Regions from separate parts of the Mus musculus genome. Here all the other regions are linked to region 3. The links are chromatin contacts, called in public ChIA-PET and HiChIP or PLAC-seq maps. All regions are on one chromosome and are shown on one strand. The core of a region is the stretch at or near the end of the contact, and the rest is flanking DNA. Distances in the headings are between cores, read along the strand shown. Region 1 holds the start of Cdk12 (cyclin-dependent kinase 12). Region 2 holds the start of Arl5c (ADP-ribosylation factor-like 5C). Region 3 holds the start of Nr1d1 (nuclear receptor subfamily 1, group D, member 1). Region 4 holds the start of Fbxl20 (F-box and leucine-rich repeat protein 20). Region 5 holds the start of Rpl19 (ribosomal protein L19).

Evidence for each region. ChIA-PET counts read pairs in DNA pulled down with a chosen protein or histone mark. HiChIP or PLAC-seq counts read pairs in DNA pulled down with a chosen protein or histone mark.
Region 1: an H3K27ac HiChIP or PLAC-seq map of extraembryonic endoderm stem cells shows a contact between it and region 3. The contact joins the promoter of Cdk12 here to the promoter of Nr1d1 in region 3. A contact is called at or near these places in 2 of 39 promoter capture datasets (cranial neural crest and pre-B cells) and 4 of 115 datasets of contacts at active chromatin or transcription factors (bone marrow-derived macrophages, embryonic stem cells, extraembryonic endoderm stem cells and 1 more).
Region 2: an RNA polymerase II ChIA-PET map of memory CD8 T cells shows a contact between it and region 3, with 12 read pairs. The contact joins the promoter of Arl5c here to the promoter of Nr1d1 in region 3. A contact is called at or near these places in 3 of 39 promoter capture datasets (the C10 cell line, hippocampal neurons and pre-B cells), 2 of 115 datasets of contacts at active chromatin or transcription factors (large pre-B cells and memory CD8 T cells) and 1 of 9 other capture datasets (liver).
Region 4: an RNA polymerase II ChIA-PET map of memory CD8 T cells shows a contact between it and region 3, with 11 read pairs. The contact joins the promoter of Fbxl20 here to the promoter of Nr1d1 in region 3. A contact is called at or near these places in 2 of 115 datasets of contacts at active chromatin or transcription factors (memory CD8 T cells and pancreatic cancer cells).
Region 5: an H3K27ac HiChIP or PLAC-seq map of microglia shows a contact between it and region 3, with 5 times the contacts expected there. The contact joins the promoter of Rpl19 here to the promoter of Nr1d1 in region 3. A contact is called at or near these places in 1 of 39 promoter capture datasets (hippocampal neurons), 1 of 15 datasets of contacts at CTCF or cohesin (large pre-B cells), 1 of 484 Hi-C or Micro-C datasets (embryonic stem cells), 3 of 115 datasets of contacts at active chromatin or transcription factors (large pre-B cells, memory CD8 T cells and microglia) and 1 of 9 other capture datasets (liver).

What each region holds. Positions count from the first base shown.
Region 1 is chr11:98,201,959-98,204,658 of GRCm38.p6, forward strand. It overlaps Cdk12 (cyclin-dependent kinase 12), which reads left to right and starts at 1,347. Exons shown (of 14, transcript NM_001109626.1): 1 at 1,347-2,452. The coding sequence starts at 1,410. It overlaps Gm38963 (a long non-coding RNA gene), which reads right to left and starts at 672. Exons shown (of 4, transcript XR_880193.2): 1 at 573-672.
Region 2 is chr11:97,994,782-97,997,481 of GRCm38.p6, forward strand. It overlaps Arl5c (ADP-ribosylation factor-like 5C), which reads right to left and starts at 1,392. Exons shown (of 6, transcript NM_207231.1): 1 at 1,037-1,392; 2 at 286-346. The coding sequence starts at 1,082.
Region 3 is chr11:98,774,043-98,776,742 of GRCm38.p6, forward strand. It overlaps Nr1d1 (nuclear receptor subfamily 1, group D, member 1), which reads right to left and starts at 1,335. Exons shown (of 8, transcript NM_145434.4): 1 at 676-1,335. The coding sequence starts at 706. It overlaps Gm31862 (a long non-coding RNA gene), which reads left to right and starts at 1,369. Exons shown (of 4, transcript XR_880204.3): 1 at 1,369-1,772; 2 at 2,597-2,700.
Region 4 is chr11:98,148,272-98,150,971 of GRCm38.p6, forward strand. Fbxl20 (F-box and leucine-rich repeat protein 20) reads right to left here and starts at 1,345. Exons shown (of 15, transcript NM_028149.1): 1 at 1,045-1,345. The coding sequence starts at 1,086.
Region 5 is chr11:98,025,673-98,028,372 of GRCm38.p6, forward strand. It overlaps Rpl19 (ribosomal protein L19), which reads left to right and starts at 1,252. Exons shown (of 6, transcript NM_009078.2): 1 at 1,252-1,318; 2 at 2,151-2,257; 3 at 2,674-2,700. The coding sequence starts at 1,314.

The DNA of each region.
Region 1 (2,700 bases), core at 97-2,596, 570 kb before region 3:
GAGGCTGAATAGCCACAACTGGGAGTCCAGCCTGGGTTACTAAGAACGTGCTGTAAGACATCCTGACATTTCCCCCAACTTTGGCACTCTAACCTTTCTACTGACTAGCCCCCCTGAATCCGGGAGTCCTTGCCTGTAAATTCGCAATGAGGACAGTGTCCCATGGGTGTGAGGGCAGAGAAAATGAATGCAAAACGCCTAAACTCAGCAAATTCCGCAGTACCAAGCGTTGTTTGCACATTCAGACTTAAAGCAGGGCGGTGGTGGTGCGTGCTCCATGCCCTTAATCGCAGCACTCCGGAGGCAGAGGCAGGCGGATTTCTGAGTTCGAGGCCAGCCTGGTCTACAGAGTGAGTTCCAGGACAGCCAAGGCTACTCAGAGAAACCCTGTCTCAGAAACCCAAGCCCTACCAGAATCCCCAATATTCAAACTTGCGCTGTAATGTCCCCAATGTTCACTTGTCCCTTGTTTTTTTTTTTTTTTTTAAACCCTATTAAATCAAAAGACTTCTTACAAGCTGTGCTAAGACCCATCCCCACCGGAACCTGGGGATATTTAATCAAAGAATTACCATTTAGGTTTAAATTTTAAAGGTAATCTCCGCAACTTCCGCTCCTATAAAGCCCCCCAAAAGGGGGAGTTGGAAAAGTATCGCGAGAATCTAACGGGCTGCGTTTGCGGCTTGGGTCCCGTTCTCGCGTTTTCTGGTGAAGGAATGTGTCGAGGTGAAAAGGGAAGCGCCAAGTATCGCGGGAGTCCAGCGGAGTCTCGCGATACTTGCGGCATTCGCCCCTCCCCCTCCCCCTCTAGTGCCGTTTCGGTTTAATCTAGTGTGTGAGTGAGTCTGGGCGAGGGAGTGAGATGTGGCTGTGAGGTGTCGGTGTGAGGCGGAGGCTAGCGAAGGGGGCTCCCTCAGGCACGAGGGACAAAGGGGGGGAGCTGAGGCAACCTAGGCCGCGGAGGCCTGGCGACAGGAAGCCAGCCGCCCCGAGCCGGGCGACCGGGTAGGGGAAGGGCCTGCGTAGTCCTCCCGGGGCTCCAGAGCCGCCGTCGGCCCCACAGGCTCCGGCGGACGCCTTCCTACTTCCTTGAGCGCCAGGGCTCGCGGGCCCGAATATCGGCTCGGCGGGGGTGGGCGGCCGTGAGGGGCGGACTCGAGCAGCTCCCGGCGTCGCGCTCCTCCCGTGCCGAGGAACTCTTGGTTTCTTCCCTCTCTCCTTCACCCCCCACCTCATGTAGGAGGGCGCTGAGGCGGCGAGAGGGAGGAGGAGCCTCGCCTGCGGTCCCTGCCCTCCCCACCCCCGTCTAGGGGCTCTTCGGGGGGCGTGGAGTCGGGGCTGGGGGGGAGGGTGGGGCTTTTTGGAGCGCCGGGGAACTTTTTCCCCTGCTTCAGGCCCGGGGAAAGGGAATGCCCAATTCCGAGAGACATGGGGGCAAGAAGGACGGGAGCGGAGGAGCTTCTGGAACTTCGCAGCCGTCATCGGGAGGTGGCAGCTCCAACAGCAGGGAGCGTCACCGCTTGGTGTCGAAGCACAAGCGGCATAAGTCCAAGCACTCCAAAGACGTGGGGCTGGTGACCCCCGAAGCGGCATCTTTGGGTACCATAATCAAACCACTGGTGGAGTACGATGACATCAGCTCTGATTCAGACACCTTCTCCGATGACACGGCCTTCAAATCAGACCGGAGGGAGAACGAGGAACGTCGGGGAACGGATCGGAGCGATCGCCTGCACCGACATCGTCACCACCAGCACCGGCGGTCCCGAGACTTGCTAAAAACTAAACAGACGGAAAAGGAAAAAAATCAGGAAGTCTCCAAATCTGGATCTATGAAGGACCGGGTATCGGGCAGTTCCAAACGGTCCGTGGAGGGGAGTGATGATTATGGGAAGGCCCAGCTATCCAAAAGCGGCAGCAAGGAATCCAGGTCGTCCAAAATGCACAAGGAGAAGACCCGCAAAGAGCGAGAGTTAAAGTCTGGATACAAGGACCGGAGTAAAAGTCATCGGAAAAGGGAAACACCCAAAAGTTACAAAACCGTGGCTAGCCCTAAACGGAGATCCAGGAGTCCCCATAGGAAATGGTCTGACAGTTCCAAGCAAGATGACAGCCCTTCCGGAGCTTCTTATGGCCAAGACTACGATCTTAGCCCCCCAAGGTCTCACACTTCTAGCAACTATGACTCCTACAAGAAGAGTCCTGGAAGTACCTCAAGAAGGCAGTCAATCAGCCCACCTTACAAAGAGCCTTCTGCTTACCAGTCCAGCACTCGGTCACCCAGTCCTTACAGCCGACGACAGAGGTCTGTGAGTCCCTATAGCCGGAGACGGTCCTCCAGCTATGAAAGGAGCGGCTCTTACAGCGGGAGATCACCCAGCCCCTATGGCCGAAGGCGATCAAGCAGCCCTTTCCTGAGCAAGAGGTCTCTGAGTCGGAGTCCACTCCCCAGGTGAGCTGTTGTCTGTCCTTCCTAAGGTAGGGTCGGTTGGGAGGAATTGAAAATGAGTCTTTAACATTTTGTTAAAGCTTTCAGTGTTCTTCTTTGACAAGTCATTTAGGTAAGTTTGGCTTTCCCCTCGCCCAATTGAGAAGTAAACATTCCAAGTGCCTCCAACTATTCAAGCAAGGTAGGTAAGGTACTTTGCAGTAATGGAGAACTTTCAGCTGTGAGAACTTGCTTCTACCTAGCGGGTGCAT
Region 2 (2,700 bases), core at 142-2,641, 780 kb before region 3:
AAGAGCAGCGAGGCGAGAAACCGCCTGGCATTCCACACCTGCCAGGACTGAAATGTGTTTGGCAGGGTAGATCGCGGGAGGCCGTGGGACCTGAAGTCACCCATTGCTGGCGGGATCCAAATCCAGGCCAGCAGCCACTAAATCAGGAAGGTCATACCAGCGTCTTCCCATCACTTCTTGTCTACAACTACCCACTAACCCAGGGAAGGGCTCTGGTGATTGGTGCAAATGACTATCAGTCTAGTGTGAGGCCCAGCCCACTCTATCCACCCAGTAGTTACTTACAACTGGTAGAGAATGGTGGTCTTCCCTGCATTGTCCAGTCCCACGATAATGACTTTGTGCTCTGGAGGCATCCAGGGGAAGGGCAAGGTCAGAGCCAACCCGGACGACTGCGGGCGTGGGTGTCCCTAGTAGGCTTCTCGTCCTGGCCTCTTCCTCACCCTCTGCTCTTGTCTGGATGAATGGATGCCTTCTCTCCCGGCTCCACACATCCCTTGGCAATCTCCGAGCTAAAGCTCGGTATCTCAGCTTTCTGTGTGCGCCCCCCCCCCCAATTTCCTAGGATGCTCAGAGAAACGCGGTCCGGGGGACCTCTGTCGAAGACTGTACCGTTTCACTTGCCATCGGACCGGACCCCTGCACCCCTCCTGACCCCCTACCCCACCTCCGTCTACATTTCTAGACAGCGATCGTCTAAAGGGTCCGAAGCACACTGGGCTCTAAATCACAATCTCAGGAAATTGACTTTGGGGGCCCTCAGGGTCGCACACAGCTCAGCTGGGTGGTGGGGTCAGAGGCAGAAGGCTCTCCCACCCCTGTGCACTGGGCACACTGAAGCGCGGGGTCAAGGTGGGGGGCGGGGGGCTTGTGGGAGGAGAGCAGGCAGGAGGCCATGGAGAGTATGGGAGTGCACAAATCCAACTCTAGCAGCGCAAGGTTCCCAGTCAGTCTTCACGGACGACTCCAAAATCCCAAGAGCCCCAGAAGACAGCGGAATCAAAGAGGTCACTGGGCTGCCCGGTGCGCCGCTTACCCTGACTCCCAAAGATTCGCATCAGCTTGGCTATCAGCTGTCCCATGGCACTCCCGGAGCTGGGGGCGGGCGGGGCTCAGCAGCCTCCAGGACCAGAGTCTGGCCCCAAATCTTCAAAGCCCTGCCTGGGGGAGGGCCAGACCCGCTGCTCCTATCAAATGTGCGGAACCCCAAGCGTCACCCTCGAGACCTGGGAATCCCACCGGACGCTGGCTCTTTCTCGGTGCTGAGGGTCTGAGTGGCGTCACCACGAAGACTAGGTATTTGTCTAGGGGCAGGAAAGTGCAAGGAAAATCCCAGAGTCCTCTTTACCCTGAGAAAACTGAAGTTGGAACTATCTGCTTTAGTGTTGCGAGTAGAGTGAGCAATGTGCAAAATGTCTGCTCTTCCTCTCCAAAAGCCACCGCTGGGGGGAAACCCTCCAAGGGCGGTCCAGCTTTCTCACATTGAGACACAGCATCCTCATCTACAAAGTTCAGACTGAAGAACCCTGCAACTCAGTTACAAAACAAACAACAAAGAATCTCAAAATGTTTTGCTAATCCAATCTAGTAATTTTTTAAAACTTTTTGTTTGCTTGTTTGTTTTTGTTTTTTGAGACAGGGTTTCTCTGTGTAGCCCTGACAGTCCTAGAACTCTCTGTAGACCAGACTGGACTCCAACATCAGAGATCCACCTGCCTCTGCCTCCTGAGTGCTGGGATTAAAGGTGTGTGCCACCAAGCCCAGCATTTTAAGATTTTGTGTGTGTGTGTGTGTGTGTGTGTGTGTTTTCACGTGCACGCACGCTGAACCACATGCCATATGTTTAAATACATGTATACCTTTGGAAGCCAGACGAGGTACTCAGATCCTAGCTTGGATACTGGAAACCCAACTCAGGTCCTCTTAAAGAGCAGCAAGTGCTTTTAACTGTTGAGCCCTCTCTCTAGCCCCTAATTACATAGTATTGTAATTTTTCCCATTTTGTGTTAGATGGCATTCACAGCTATCCTTAGCTACATGCAATTGCATGCAACCTGCAGGCCACAGTCTGAGGAGATGGTTCAGCAGTTAAGAGCACGTGTTGCTCTTCCAGAGGACCAAGTTCTGTTCCCAGCAGCCACCATAGACAGATAAGGACTCTCTATTAACTCTGGGTCCAGGGAACTTGTTGCTTCTGGCTTCTGCACTCTGTGCAATACCCACATGCAAATGCACACACCAATATATAATTAAAAGTAATAAAAATAAAAAATTTAAATCACCATGATTGCTGGGCATGGTGGCACACACCTTTAATCCCAGCATTTGGGAGACAGAAGCAGGTGGATCTCTGAGTTTGAGGCCAGCCTGGTCTACAGAGTGAGTTCCATGCCCCTTCCCCATTCCAAAGGAAATGAAACAATAAATACCGAGCCTGGGCTACATAGTGAGATTGTCTTTTACAATCTAAACCAGCCAGTCTCTCTCAGCAGAGGGAAAAGTCTTTTTATTTGTTGATTTGTTTGTTATTTTCAGAGGACCTAAATATATAATCTGTCACCCTGGCTGGCTTTAAACTCCTGAACTCCAGCAATCCTCCTGCCTCAAACTTCTGAGTGGCCTTCTGGCCTCACAGGCTCCAGCAGCAGGTAGACCCAACAGTGGGTTTGTGGGTCACGAGGAAAGTAGCAGCCCCAGCAG
Region 3 (2,700 bases), core at 85-2,584:
ACAAGCGTTGCTCCGGCAACTTGAGGGGCGGAGCTCATTATGTAACGAGGCCGGGAGGCAATGACCAATGAGATGGCGGCCACGGCTTCTACTGAATGAAAACAAATGCAGCACGTGGGCCCGGCTCTGCAGCCATGTGAGCCCTCCCCAGGCTAAGTCGCTGTGGGTGCCCTGCCTGGAGATGAGTCCCAAGCACCCGACTCCTCAAATGAAGCTCCCCACTGCCGCTGAGGATTCCCCTGTGAACTCTGACCCAGTCACGCAAACCCACCAGCCCGGATCGCCCCACTTCCCAAGACTACCTGGAAGTAGGCTAGAACTGTAGAAAAGGGAAAAGAGACAGGCATACTATAGCTGCAAGGAGTGGGCAAATGGGGACGTGTCCAGAGACTGCTTCAAAATGCTGAGTCTCCCTAAACTCTTCCACTCGCCACTGGTATCCACCCTCCATTTCATCCGTTCTCGGACTGAGGGGAACTCAGGGGGTGCTAGTGATGCGTTTTAGGCACATTCCCAGCCGTAATAACCCTCTTTAGAAATCTTACCTAGTGGCTTTCATCTTAGCACAGTAACAAACACCAGCCAGAGGGAATCCCCAATCCCTTACAAAGTTCCTCTCATAAGCCTTGGATGGAAATGGAGACAGTGACAGAGCAAAGATAAGAATCTCAGTACCTGTGTTGTTATTGGAGTCCAGGGTCGTCATGTCTTCACCAGCTGAAAGCGGTCATTCAAACTGGACCTTGACACAAACTGGAGGTTGTGATGGCCTCTCTCGCCCCCTGGGCAATGGCTGAGGGAGACGAGTGAGCCCCGCAGTTCGCAATCAGGATTCCAGGCACTGAGCAGTAAGGTCTTGGGGTGGCTATACTGCAGCCCTCCAGAAGGGTAGGACGCTGAGGCACCTGAGATCTGATTTGCATGGGAAGAGCAGAGAGTGTGTGTGTGAAGAATCAGCCTGCAGCAGTTCTGGCTATAAGGTAGCAAGGAGAGTCGGGTCTCTGCAGTGCACCGGATGCCACTCCTGAAGGCTCCGCAGTGAAGCAGGGTAATGAATCTGGAGCTCCGGGTGCAAAAGTCCCAAAGGAAGAGAAGCTGCAACCAGGAAGTAAGTAGGTGATGGAGAAATGAGGCACCAGGACGCAAAGAGAGACGTGTGCCCTGCTACGTTTCCTCAGCAGTAATATTTCACTCTGCCAATCTCAACCGCCTTTTGCCCGAGCCTTTCCCTGGGACAGAGGGCTCTGCGCAGGCGCCAGCAGCCCAGGGTTCCCGGGCCGCACGCGGCACTGGAGCAGGTACCATGTGATTCCAGGGAGCGCCTCGTGCCCCAGTGACACACTTTTCCAGCAGCCGGCACGTTGAGATCTGTGCGCCTGCGCACCGCCAGGATTGTTGGGATTTGTAGTCTACTGACAATGTAGGTGGAGTGTGCCTATTCCTTTTCTGCTTTGCAAAAGTGCTTGCTGGCAGCGGGGAGGAGCTGAAAGTGGACTGGGGTGGGGTTTTCTGAAGAGTCAGGGTGGCGTGTTTGGAAAGCCTTGTATGGCAAGGGCATGTGAATTCCTGGGGAGGGCCTGGCAAGCTTTACTGCTCCGTGGAAGATCAAAGCTAAAAGGCCCTTTCTGCAAACCTAGCAAACGTGAGAGCTTCACGTGATTGGAGAACTGACCTCACCCTGAGGTTAGTGGTGACTAGGGGGAGAAAGACAAGCTGGGAGGAGAGATTTCCCTTAAATCAAGAACTTAAGCATCTTTTGCTATGGTGACAAGGTGGGCGACAAGCAGTGTAAATAAAACCCCTTTCTCTTCTTCACCCTAACCCCAGCCCCCACGGGTAGGACTGGCATAGCACGGGGATATCCCTAGGGACTCCCTGTTTGCTTATATGACACCACACTGCCCACTCAAGTGACTTTGGGGTGAGTCATTTCCCTTTGTCTGGGAAATAAAAAGGAGAACAAAGGGAAAGTGCTCTGAGGTCCTCATAGAGAGAGGGGGGTCTGCTCTCTGCAGGGCTTCATGATAGCAGAAGAAGCCCACAGTTTAGGGAGAACATGAGGATCATTTAACTCCCACCCCTCAACTCCCCGAATTGGCAGGGTGTAGTGGCTCGTGCCTGCAATCACCGTCCTTGAGAGGCTGAGGTAGGAGGACTGTCGTGAATTTGAAGCTGACTTGAGCTGCAAAGCAAGCTCCTACTAAGCGAGGAGGGAGTGAGGATCTTCCCTCCTCTTACTGAAGAAGAAAAGGGACCGCCATCTCAGGGACTGGCTCAAGGTCAGGCATTCACTGCTTATTTCTTGTGACCGTCCCGTCCCTGAGATGGCGGATAAATGAGCACATGAAGCACTTAGCATCTCTCTCAGAGCAGCAGTCATCTCAGGAGTGAGAAACACAGAGGCCTGGGGGAAGGGGTCTGTTCTCTGGGGCTTGGGTTGTAAAGAGAGATGGACACGTATCTTCAAGCAGTCGAGTAAGCCCCAGCCACCCTGCTCCTATCTCCAAGTCCTCTGTAATCTCTACACTTGGGGATGGAGGGGGGGTGCTTTTTTTTTTTTTTTTTTAACCTTAAGTCTTTCTCTACTTGCACTTAGGAAGCTCCAGAGAGTTCTGGGAATCCTGGGAAGCAAGCTACCTTGGAGTCAGAGAAAAGCATACGGGGAAACTGAGCCAGGAGGACCACTTTGAGCTCAGTGAT
Region 4 (2,700 bases), core at 95-2,594, 630 kb before region 3:
AGACTATACAGAAGTTTCGCCCCTAGGTGAGACTTTCACCCGAAGCCCACAAACTTTTTGTCTCAAATTTATCTTTTAAAGGGAGCTGAAGGGAAACACTGGGTGTTAAAAATACAACAAGAGAGAGGAGACAGGAAGCCAGCAAGTGAGATGAACACTGAGCCTGGGCCCAGCACAGGTCAGTCAGCCTGAGCCTCTGCCAGAAAAGGCCAGGTAACATTTTCTCTTGTGTAAGTTTCTTTGTCTCTCGGCCTACCAATGAAACCTCCAGCACATCTCCAAACTACTGTATTTCATTTCACCAGTACTTAGGATACTTCCCAAAGGAATCCCTTTCTCAGTCGTGAACTCGCTTTTAAAGATCTTTCTGACTATGTACGGTTCCATTCCAAGACTACAAACCTCCTTTTCAGAGGACAAACTTAAGACAAAACAAAAAAACAAAACAAAACAAACCAGGAATGGGTTCTCCGAAGGCTCTCAGACCTTCCTCGCATTCTCGGAACAGATATCTAAGTTCCCAATAAACAATGAACCACAAAAGTATTAGACTACACGGGGAAGAGGAAGTATTAGAATATCCAAACAGCACGAAAACCCCACAGTCGCCTCTATCGTCCCAGTTTACTACCACCCCCAACTTCCTACTTCCACCGAGGACTAATCGATTCCCGCTCGGGTGGAGATTCACGAAGGCAGCAGGCGCTGGCCAGTCGGGGACTGAGTGCTTTCACTGCGTGGTGGAAGGAGGCTAGCCAAGGGCTGGGCAGAGAATGGGAAGCTGGGTGTTATGGGGGAGGGGGGATTTAGGGCGCCAGGGCTAATCCCGGCCAGGGCCCGCGGGTGGAAGGGGCAGCAGGCGAACCTCCCGGAAGGCGAGGCAAGCCGGTGCGCGGGGCTTGCGGGTCGCAAGCAGGGGAGGACGCCGGCGGCCGCATCGGGGGCGGGTGGCGGGCCGCACAAGGGAGGAGGCTCCGGTCGAGCTACTGTTTGGGGTGCGAGAGCTGGCCTTCGCCGCCGCCCGAGACCCCTCCGAGCTCACACCTCAAACCTGCTCTTGGTCACTCCGTTCACGTCCCTCCTCATGGGGCCGGCGGGTGCGGCCCGGGCAGGGCGCTGCGGCGTGCGGAGTGCAAAGATAGGGGCCAGGGCAGGCCCCGGAGTTCCGGGAGCGGGAGGCGGCGGCGGCAGCAAGGCGAGGCTCGCCCGGCCGACGCGGAGGAGCGACCGCTCGAGTCCCGCGGGGGCCTCCACCACCGCCCGCGGCGTCCGCGGCCGCGACGACTGCCAGTCGCTAGCTCGGTCCTCTCCAAAGCCTCAACTTCAACCCAAAACAAAAACACTCCCCACCTGCCAGCAACGCCGCTCCTCATTGGGCAGAGCCGCCCGGGCCTCGGAACGTCGGGGGAGGGGAGGAGCGCTCGGCGGCGGCGGCGCGAGCCCACCCCTCCCCCACCCGGCGCAGCCCCGGACGGTGAGCCCGCGAGCGCCTGGAACGTGGGGTGACCGGGCGCCAGCCCACCAGGACAAGGAGAAGCAGGGAAGTGCCCAAGTGCGCGCCTGCTTCGGTGCGCGCGCGGGCGTGGGGGGGGGGGGCACGGTGTGTGTGCTGTGGGGCGGGTGCGAGTGCGCGCGTGCCCGCGGACCGGCGAGAAGAGCAGAACAGGGACAGGAACATCACCGGATCCCCTCCAGCACTGCGAGGGCTCACTGGCACGTAGCGACCCACGCGGAACCTGAGCTTTCAGCCTAGGGTCCCCAGCTCTGATCTGATCACTTCCCCGGCGGCCTGAGCTGGCACCCACGTCTTTCTGACCACCCAGCTCCCGTCCTCTATCACTCACTGTCGCCTTGAACCCAAAGTGCAGCAGGCGGTCCCTGCTCGGAGCCATTTTCCTCCTCTTTCTAGACGTCTCTAGGTTGGGGCAGTGCCGCCGCCGCTGCCGCCGTAGGTGCTGCCGCCGCCTCCCCCACCCCGGTGAATTGCATTACGGGGTGCTGCAGGGAGGCCTGGGGGGCCCCTGCGGGGCGGATGGCTCTCAGTGCCAGGCTCCAGAAGGCAGGAGCTGGTTGCGCTAAGAGGAGGACGTAGCGCCAGCTCTGCACAGGAGCTGGCAGCGAGGCTACACCTCGGGATCAGGGGGTGCAATGCCCCAGCCCAGTACCCATTCCTTGGGCCGGGGGAGGGGCTGGCGTCAATCGGGTGGGGGCGGGCAAGGCACAAGGGCCATTGGCGTCCCCGCCCCTCCGGCCGCTGGCGCCCAATGGGCTGCAGCGGCTGCTCACCCTCCAATCGGAGAGCTGGTTCGTGAGAGCCACGGCGTGACGCCATTTCGGCGGGAGAAACAAGCATGTAGGAGCGAGTAGGCGGGGGCGGTTGCCCATAGGAAACTCTTCCATTGGATTTCGCTCCTAGTATAAAAGGTAGTCTGTCATCTTTTTGTTAACTCCAGCCTTCAAGACTTCCAAAATCTATGACCTATTTTCCACGAATTATGAAACAACCGAGAGTGAAATTGCTCCGTCAGAGACATTACAAAATGTACCAAACCTGAAATATTAAAAACTACCATAAATCCCAGCCGTCCTAATTAGACCTTAATACTGCTTCCAATTTTATGCTCAAAGCAATTACGAGTTTGTCGTCAGACCTTTTCTACTTAGTTTTAGAACTTGAAAAAGATGAACTTTTAAGAGCAA
Region 5 (2,700 bases), core at 2-2,501, 750 kb before region 3:
CTGGTACATACTACAATACCCAGCTTGGGTCTAGGACTTTTAAAAAACAGGGTTATTTTTATTTATGTGCATATCCATGCATGCCATCATATCTGCTCTACCTCACTGTGCCAGCGCATGAGACTGGCACAGGGCACCAGGTAGCAAGGAGTTACTGACAGTTCTGAATGTTTACAGGCAGATATGGATGTTGGGAATCCAACTGCAATCCATTGCAAACGCACAAGCCTGTGCCATCTCTAGTCCCACTCCCTGGTTTTTGGGTTTGTTTTTTAATCGGGGCTCCCAATATCCGGGCTGGCCTTGAACTCCATATGTCGCTAAGGGTGGCCTTGAAATTCTGATCCTTCTGCCTCCCAAGTACTGGGGTCTTATTCTGTAGCCCAGATTGCCTGGACCACCTTAAATTTGGGTCCATATCATTTCCTGACAGGATTAAGGGAGTAAGCCAGCTGCTCCGCTCCGGAGCTCCAGATATTTGAACTTTTGGCCCCCAGAACATTCTCTTTGGGTTTTCAGTCAGAGGTCTCCAAAGCCATTCGTCCTTTTTTGTTCTGACAACCCTTCGTTTAGTCAATGTAGGGTCTCCTCACACGGACTTGCTACAGTGCAGATTGAGCCAAACGAGATTGGTTCCGCTTGCTTGTGCTAACGCCTTTTTTGTAATAGTAGATGCATATGATTTTCACAAGTGGATGACAGAAATACGAGGCTTAGGTTCAGACTACAATGGAGATTGAAATGGAAGCATCCAGAGATAGGGATCTGCGGGGGCACTGAGAAAAATCTCTTGGTTTTTGCCTGCGCGCGAGCTACTACTCTCTGGGAGCGAAAGCGGGGTAGTGTCCGCTGGCTCTCCGCCGTCCTTATTCTCTAACACTCCCTTCGCTCCTTTTCTCCCAGCTAATCTAGAAACCTTTCACAGACCGCTAGCCCTCCGCGAAGACCAGGCCGTCCAGGCCAAACCCTCCTCACGCCGCCTGCGCGACTTAGCGTGACTTCCGGCTACCCAGAGGACCACGTGACCAAACGCCCTCACTGCGCATGTGCGCCGCGGAGTCGGACTGAACCATTTTGCCCGACGAAAGGGGTAGGTCTTTTGTGTTTTACAGTTTAAAACTGATTCTCGATCTCCAGTATCTAGGATCACGATTTTTTAGGAAGAAAACAAATTAGTGTGAGATGAAATAAGGTGAAATAGCGTAGCGTAAATACAGACAATCATGGAGTGGGGCTTGGGCTCTCCCCTTCGCAGATAATGGGCGGAGCCTGCGGCCCACAAGCTCTTTCCTTTCGCTGCTGCGGCCGCAGCCATGAGGTGAGCGGGCCCGGCTCTCGGTTCTTGGCCGATGAGGTCGACGGGGCCGACGGGGCCGGCAAGGCTTGGCAGGGATCGGGGCCGGGACCCCGGATGGCAGAGGGGAGAGGGGAGGCGAGCGTGGTGCGGCCGCACCCGGAGCGCGGAGAGCGCGCACGGCCTGGGCCTAGGGAGGGTGGAACGCGGGACGCCGAGGCCCGAAGATCTCCCGCGGGCGCCGCTCTCTGCCTGTCACGCGTTGTGAGGCAGGGCGCGGGGAGAGCAGCGGCGACAGGGCCCTGAGTGGCTCCTCGGCTCGCCGGAGCCCAACAGACCCCTACCATGTAACGTGGGACAAGTCTCGGGCAAGGCCAGGCCTCCGAGTGCGGAGGATGAGGTGCCGGGTCGGCTTCCGCCCGAACGGCTGGACGAGGTTTATTAACGTGAAAAAGAGCCCAGAAAGCAAAGAGCCTCGCCTGTTCTGGGTAAACAGGCTGCGTCACAGTCGAGTCTGATCAATTCGTGTCTGATCCTTAACATTAAAGTCTTCACCGAGCCAAGTACCCGGAAGAGCTTAAGCACCCCTTCCCCCCACCCCAGATCTCAAATGGCTGGCCACTTTGGCCACGTTCATTGCCCAGGTCTTTCTTGGTTTGGATTTAAGGCCTTGCTTTGGAAATAGTTATTAGAGGACAGGAAGGGGTGGCAAAAATTTTAGGTCTAGGGGGTGTGTTTGCCCTTAATAGAAATGTATGCATACTGGTGTATATTTTAGAGGGAAGATTTTGCTTGGAGTGTTTGTTGTTGTTCAGATGTCGCTTCCAGGGCTTACTAGTGCTTTCTGTGTACCCAGTATGCTCAGGCTACAGAAGAGGCTTGCCTCTAGTGTCCTCCGCTGCGGGAAAAAGAAGGTCTGGTTGGATCCCAATGAGACCAATGAAATCGCCAATGCCAACTCCCGTGAGTATGATCTGTCACCCTCACTCACTATCTACCTATAAGGAGATAAGTATGTATGTCTTATACATATATCATTGTATATAGAAATAGTTTATAGGGTGCAACCATCTCGTGTTACATTAATAATTTATGAGTAAAGTGAGTATTTTATGTCCCGTGGAAGTTTTTGATATTTAAAGACTGGAGGATGTTGGATGAGGTTTCAAGACAGAAGCAAGCCTTGTTAGTATCAGACCAAGTACTTTGTTAAACTGCATTTCAGATACACCAATATGCTATGAAATATTTACGAGGTAAATGTTCTTTTTAAAATAAGTATTCCAGGATTTCATCTCCTTTTCAGGATGTTGGGTCAAGGGTAAGAGCTTGACTTTTGTGGCTGGCACTTTACTAACGGGTGTGTTGTGCCTTCCCAGGTCAGCAGATCAGGAAGCTGATCAAGG